Regions from separate parts of the Danio rerio genome. Here region 1 is linked to region 2. Evidence: chromatin contacts called from public Micro-C data. All regions are on one chromosome and are shown on one strand. Each heading gives the region's core, a stretch centred on a gene start, on an enhancer-like site or on the middle of the called end of the contact. The rest is flanking DNA. Distances are from core to core; before and after follow the strand shown. Region 1 holds the start of mafba (MAF bZIP transcription factor Ba). Region 2 overlaps dhx35 (DEAH-box helicase 35).

Region 1 (2,719 bases), core at 44-2,543, 150 kb after region 2:
TTCTGCTTCAGGCGGATCACCTCGTCCTTGGTGAAGCCCCGCAGGTGTCGGTTGAGCTCCCGTACGGACATGGTCACAAGCTGGTCGTCGGAGAAGCGGTCCTCCACGTTCAGGCCGCCCCCCACGCCGTGGTGACCCTGCTGACCCGGGTGGCCGTGCGGGTGGTGATGGTGGTGGTGGCGGTGGTGGAGCTGCTCGGGCGAGGTAGGAGAAGGGCTGTCGGGATCCTGGCTGTGGTGGTGGTGGTGGTGATGGTGGGGGTGGTGGCCGTGAGCGCCGGGGTGACCCGACAGGTCGTCGGGGTGATGGGGGATCGCGCCGTACTGGTGTTGATGGTGATGGTGCTGCGGCTGCTGTTGCTGCTGTTGCTGCGCGTGGCCGTGGTGGTGATGCGCGCCCCTGTATCCATCAAACGCTCCAGCTTGCAGCTGCTGCTGCACGTGAGGGGGCGGCGGGTGCCCGTGGGCCGTGGCACCGATCAGAGCCTCCACCGCGTCTTCGGGCGTGAGGCTTAACGTCTGCGGGTCGATCTGCTGCGGGTACGCGCCGCTGGGCATCCAGTACAGCTCCTCCAGGTGGTTCTTCTGTTCTGTGGGGCTGAAGCTCGGGGAGGACGGCACGGAGCTGCACGGGGTGCTGATAGGAGTGGAGGACACGGAGCCCTGCGGCTGGAGGCGGTTGCACTGCCGTATATTGGCGCGGTCGTGCGCCGCCATGGCCTCTTTCTTTACCTCGAATTTCATTAAATCAAAGTCATTGACATATTCCAACGCCAGCGGGCTGGTGGGCAGCTCGGGCCCCATGGCGAGATCGGCGCTCATCGTGCCCCTGTTCTTTAGCAAAGTGTTGGGAAAACCAGACTTTGGCGTTTTTTCTCCCCTCTCTTTGCGCATGCAATGTTCTTGATGGGTCTCCGACCGCGGCGCGCTCGAGCGCTGGAGCATACAGTGTCACTCGATTGTGCTCGAACAACAGAAAGCCAAAAACTTTCAGGACTAATGCACCGCGAAAGACATCTGCCTCATATGGACGCGCAGAGCTCGACAGCTGCAGTCTTTGGAGTCTACTCGCGGCGCTGGAGAAAGTCAAGTCTCTCGCGCGCTCAATGTCCCGTCGCAGCACTTCAACTCAAAACATAAATAAAAGATAAAAATGAGTACCGGAGGAGGGCTCCCGTCCCGATCCCGGATACTCCAAAATATGTCCTTAAGCCAGTGAAGCAGCGTTGGGGTGGAAGGGTGCTGTGTTTTTCCAGCTCTGCACCGCAGAGAATTTGAGCTCGCACTCACTCCTGAGTATTCAGACTGTAGCAGGACGCCAGACCGCTCTCCGCTGTTATAGCCTGCGCGCGCGTGACGTCAGAAGGGGCTGGCGACCAGTCAGATTTGTAGAATTAGCATAATGATGGTTGTTTGTGTGCTGTCAGCTGACGGGATGAAGAAAGCGAGAGTGGTATTTCGTGTATTGACTGATTGGATGTGCGCGCCTAACGAGGAGCCGTTTGTCTGTACTGTTGAAAAAGTCAAACGCGTACATTAATTGGGCACATTTTAATCAAGACGTTTCTTTTAGAGAGAGAGAGAGAAAAAGTTTTGTTCCATTTATACGCTTGCATTAAAATCTGTTCCCTTTGTGTGAGTTGTAAAACAAAACATATAGGTTTAAGACTCCAAAGCATAACTTTAGTAGAGCTTTAAAATGAATACAAACCCTCTATATGACGTATGAGTTTTAATATAAATAGATATCGGTCTGTTACATGCAGCAGCAGGTTGTTACATCAACCCTCATATGCGCGATAGCCTACTTCAAAACATGTCTTTTAAATCTCTGTAAATCTTTATCCATTGACAAAACTGCTCAACGAAATAAATATGTAAGTTAATACCATATCAAAAGATTTTGTTAGCGTAGACATAAAAAATAAATAATGAAAGATCAGGGAGAAATTCAAAGTCATGATTGTTAAGAACGCATAAATATGCATTAATAATAACCACGTTTTACATGGATGAGAACGCGCGTTACTCGTGATTTTGATGTGTTGTTGTGATGTTTATTGACTTTTGGATTTTCAGTAGGACGGGTTAAGTTTAGGGACTGGTATTGCGCTCCTGGTGACGCTTGATTCACGAAAACTCGCCCAACGCTGCCCTCATGTGGCACATCTGCTCACTGCGCGCTCACCTGAGCGCTCATCTCCAGCGCAGCTGCTGCTCTACTGTTATGTAGGGCGATATGAATGTAAAATAAGTGAGTTTACCTGTAAATAAATACTAGAGCCTTTAACTTTAGAGTTGCGTAAACGATGCACGATGCGTTAAGTTAACGAGTGTTTTTTTTTTCTTCTTCTGCATTTGTCAAAGCGGGGCTGATTGCAGCTTTGCGTTTTAAGCCATTTGAATATTTGTTTTGCTCAAGTCACTAATATCACACAATATCAAGTAGGATTTATTAATTCAAACAAGATATAAGCTATTTTAATTAACAAAATGTAATTAATATTACCGCAGTATAATGCTCTTATTCATTTTTCAAAGTCCACTTATTTCTTTTTTATTTACCTTACTTTTATTGTACCTGATTAAATACAGCAATTCTTTCACTCCAAAGTATCACCGTCTCTAAACGCAAGATTAATTTTTATGATCTCTTTTTTATAATATGTAATTATTATATCGCCTTTTTGATGAGACATCAAGAGTTAACCTTAAGAATC
Region 2 (2,774 bases), core at 258-2,757:
TGATGGACTGGAAATCAGTCTGGGTAGCCTTACTTGGGAAAAAGATACAGCATCCTTGTGACCCAGCATTAGTCAAGCAATTTGAAAAATAGATACATGGAAATTTCAGACCTGCGTTTCAGACAAAAAAAAACATGGAATTCATTCATTCATTCATTTTCTTGTCGGCTTAGTCTCTTTATTAATCCGGGGTCGCCACAGCGGAATGAACCGCCAACTTATCCAGCAACTTTTTACGCAGCGCATGCCCTTCCAGCTGCAACCCATCTCTGGCAAACATCACACACTCACTCATACACTACGGACAATTTAGCCTACCCAATTTACCTGTGCTGCATGGCTTTGGACTGTGGGGGAAACCGGAGCACCCGAAGAAACCCACGTGAACGCAGGGGGAGAACATGCAAACTCCACACAGAAACGCCAACTGAGTCGAGGGTCGAACCAGTGACCCAGCGACCTTCTTGCTGTGAAGCATCAGCACTACCTACTGCGCCACTGAAAAAATATTATAAACGTTCAGAACATAACGCGATGTCTACAAGCAGACATTATCACTGTGTTTGCTCAGTCCAGCTTGTCAGCAAGGTGCAGTACGTGATACACAGACACACGAATGAACATTATGAAAATGAAAGTTTGTTGTACTGTTGGTGGTTCACTTTCGTTATTTGGTAGGATTGCATTTATACTAGTAGTGAACCAGACCAGAGTTTGTGTGAACCCTACCCCAGACCACCTCTTTCAGGCAGACTTGGGTACAGGTGTCGTACTCTGATTTCAAATGAACCCAGGTGCGGACCAAAAGTGCTAGTGTGAAAGCACCCTAAAATATACAAATGAACTCTCAAATGAATCATTTTTGATAGTTATTACATTAAAATGTTATGAATAGCCGTGAGATTGCATTGGCATTACTGAAAGCAAAGCACCGGCTTCACAGATAGGGTTACTTTGAACGGTCATATGAACAGACCTGTTAAAATGTTTTTGTGTTGCCTTTGAAAAACAGCACAATATGGGTTCAAAATGACATGCGGGTTAGTAAATAATGGTGGAATTTTCTGTTTTGAGTGACCTGTTTCTTTAAATCCAGACTCTTCTCTCCAGACAGCAAACTACGCATTAAATTCCCCAAGCCTTTTAATTGGCTCTAGATCCATTAGACAGCACCAAGTGTTATTTGCCATAGTTGCACTTAGCTCACTGATTGGTTCATGGCCCGGAGAGAACAGGCAAGAGAGACGGAAGAAAGAGAAAGGCTGCATGAGCCATCTATCTTTTGCAGTTGAGAGCGGCTATTGATTTTCTCAGCCAATAGATTGCTCACATGGATAATTGGTAAATTAGCCTGGTAATTGGTCACAATAATTAGCCATTTTAGGATATCATGTGTAATGAGTAATATTGCTGTTCACATTCCCCGGCTCAGTTTAGAGCGGAGCGATTCCCTCCCCCAACAGAAGAGCGGCCGATCAATCGGAGAGCAGTCTTCCTCTCCCATCCTCCTTTCCTTTCCATTTAGCACGGCAGGCTTTCCCGTAATACTACATCTGTAGAGGGGCTGCCTGAAGGAATGCTTGCATATACATACATACACTTGGGTGTGATTTCAAAGGTATGGAAACTAACCGGGCAACTGGAGTTGAGTGTGTAAGCAGACATTTGGCAAGTATTAACCGCACAGTTTTACAGTAAATAAACACAAGTAGGTTAAAGGGGAAGGGTGTTTTTTCTTTCAAAGTTAAAATGTTATCCTATCCTAGCTTCCCTGAAAAGTGTAAACACTGTGGCGTTATAGAAATGTTGATGTTTCTTTGAGAAGCCTTACCAACAACGGTGGCATAGACTTGCTTGGTGCAGGATTATGTGCACAATCAATCAACAATTCAAAGAATAATAATATTAATCCACAAATTTGGTGACACGGTGGCTCAGAGGATAGCACTGTCACCTCACAGAAAGAAGGTCACTGGTTTGAGTCCCGGCTGGGTCAGATAGCTTTCATGTGTGGAGTTTGCATGTTCTCCCTGTGTTGTTGTGTGTTGATGCTCTGTTTTCCCCTACAGTCCAAGGACATGTGGGTAAAGCCGTATAGCTGAATTGAACACACTAAATTGGCCATAGTGTATGTTTCCCAGTACTGGGTTGCAGCTGGAAGGGCATTCGCTGTGTAAAACCTATGCTGGATAAGTTGGTGGTTCATTTTGCTGTGGCGTCCCTTGATGAATAAAGGGACTGTGATGAATAAAGGAAAATTAATAAATCCACAAGTGCGGTTTATTTATAAACTAATTTCAAGAGGATTGCGCGCTTATGATTGAACACAGCTGGTACCGCATCAGCTCTGTATATTGCAGATGAATACTGACACACTATAAACAACCAGAGCTTTCTACTCTAGTCATCTTCGTCTTGAGAATCCCCCCTTCCACCCCTACTCCTCCCCTTCTCTTATAGGGTGGCACAGCGGCCCAGTGGTTGGCACTGTTGGCTCACAGCAAGAACGCCGCTGGTTCTGCCCCTCTCCTTGGCGTTTCTGTGCATGTTCTCCCAGTGTTTGCATGGGTTTTCCCCAGGTTTACTGGTTTCCTCCCACCGTTTGACATGCACCGTAAGTAAATTGACTTCAAAATAGCATCTTAAGACAACTCTTAGCCAGATACATCTCAGCACGTTCACAAGCAGGGGAGTTCTCTGGACCTACCTGAGCTCAAACTCTCCTCTCACCTTCAAACGGGTGGGAGCCCCGAGCTCGAGGATATTCTGAGCTC

What was found. Hi-C and Micro-C count contacts between places; a contact is called where the count stands out from the background.
Region 1: a Micro-C map of caudal fin shows a contact between it and region 2, with 4 times the contacts expected there. The contact joins the promoter of mafba here to the enhancer-like site in region 2. A contact is called at or near these places in 1 of 18 Hi-C or Micro-C datasets (caudal fin) and 1 of 4 datasets of contacts at active chromatin or transcription factors (caudal fin).

Annotation. Positions count from the first base shown.
Region 1 is chr23:3,420,548-3,423,266 of GRCz12tu, forward strand. mafba (MAF bZIP transcription factor Ba) reads right to left here and starts at 1,294. Exons shown (of 1, transcript NM_131015.3): 1 at 1-1,294. The coding sequence starts at 944.
Region 2 is chr23:3,271,949-3,274,722 of GRCz12tu, forward strand. All of the region lies in intron 17 of dhx35 (DEAH-box helicase 35), which reads left to right. The region is part of intron 1 of LOC141380617 (a long non-coding RNA gene); the gene reads right to left. Among named protein-coding and RNA genes, the nearest start is that of mafba, 150 kb to the right of the region's middle. Within about 2 kb of position 1,508, at least 7 of the 62 cell types and tissues checked have an H3K27ac peak or open chromatin away from gene starts, as enhancers often do. A contact at or near this core is called in caudal fin, where this site is marked.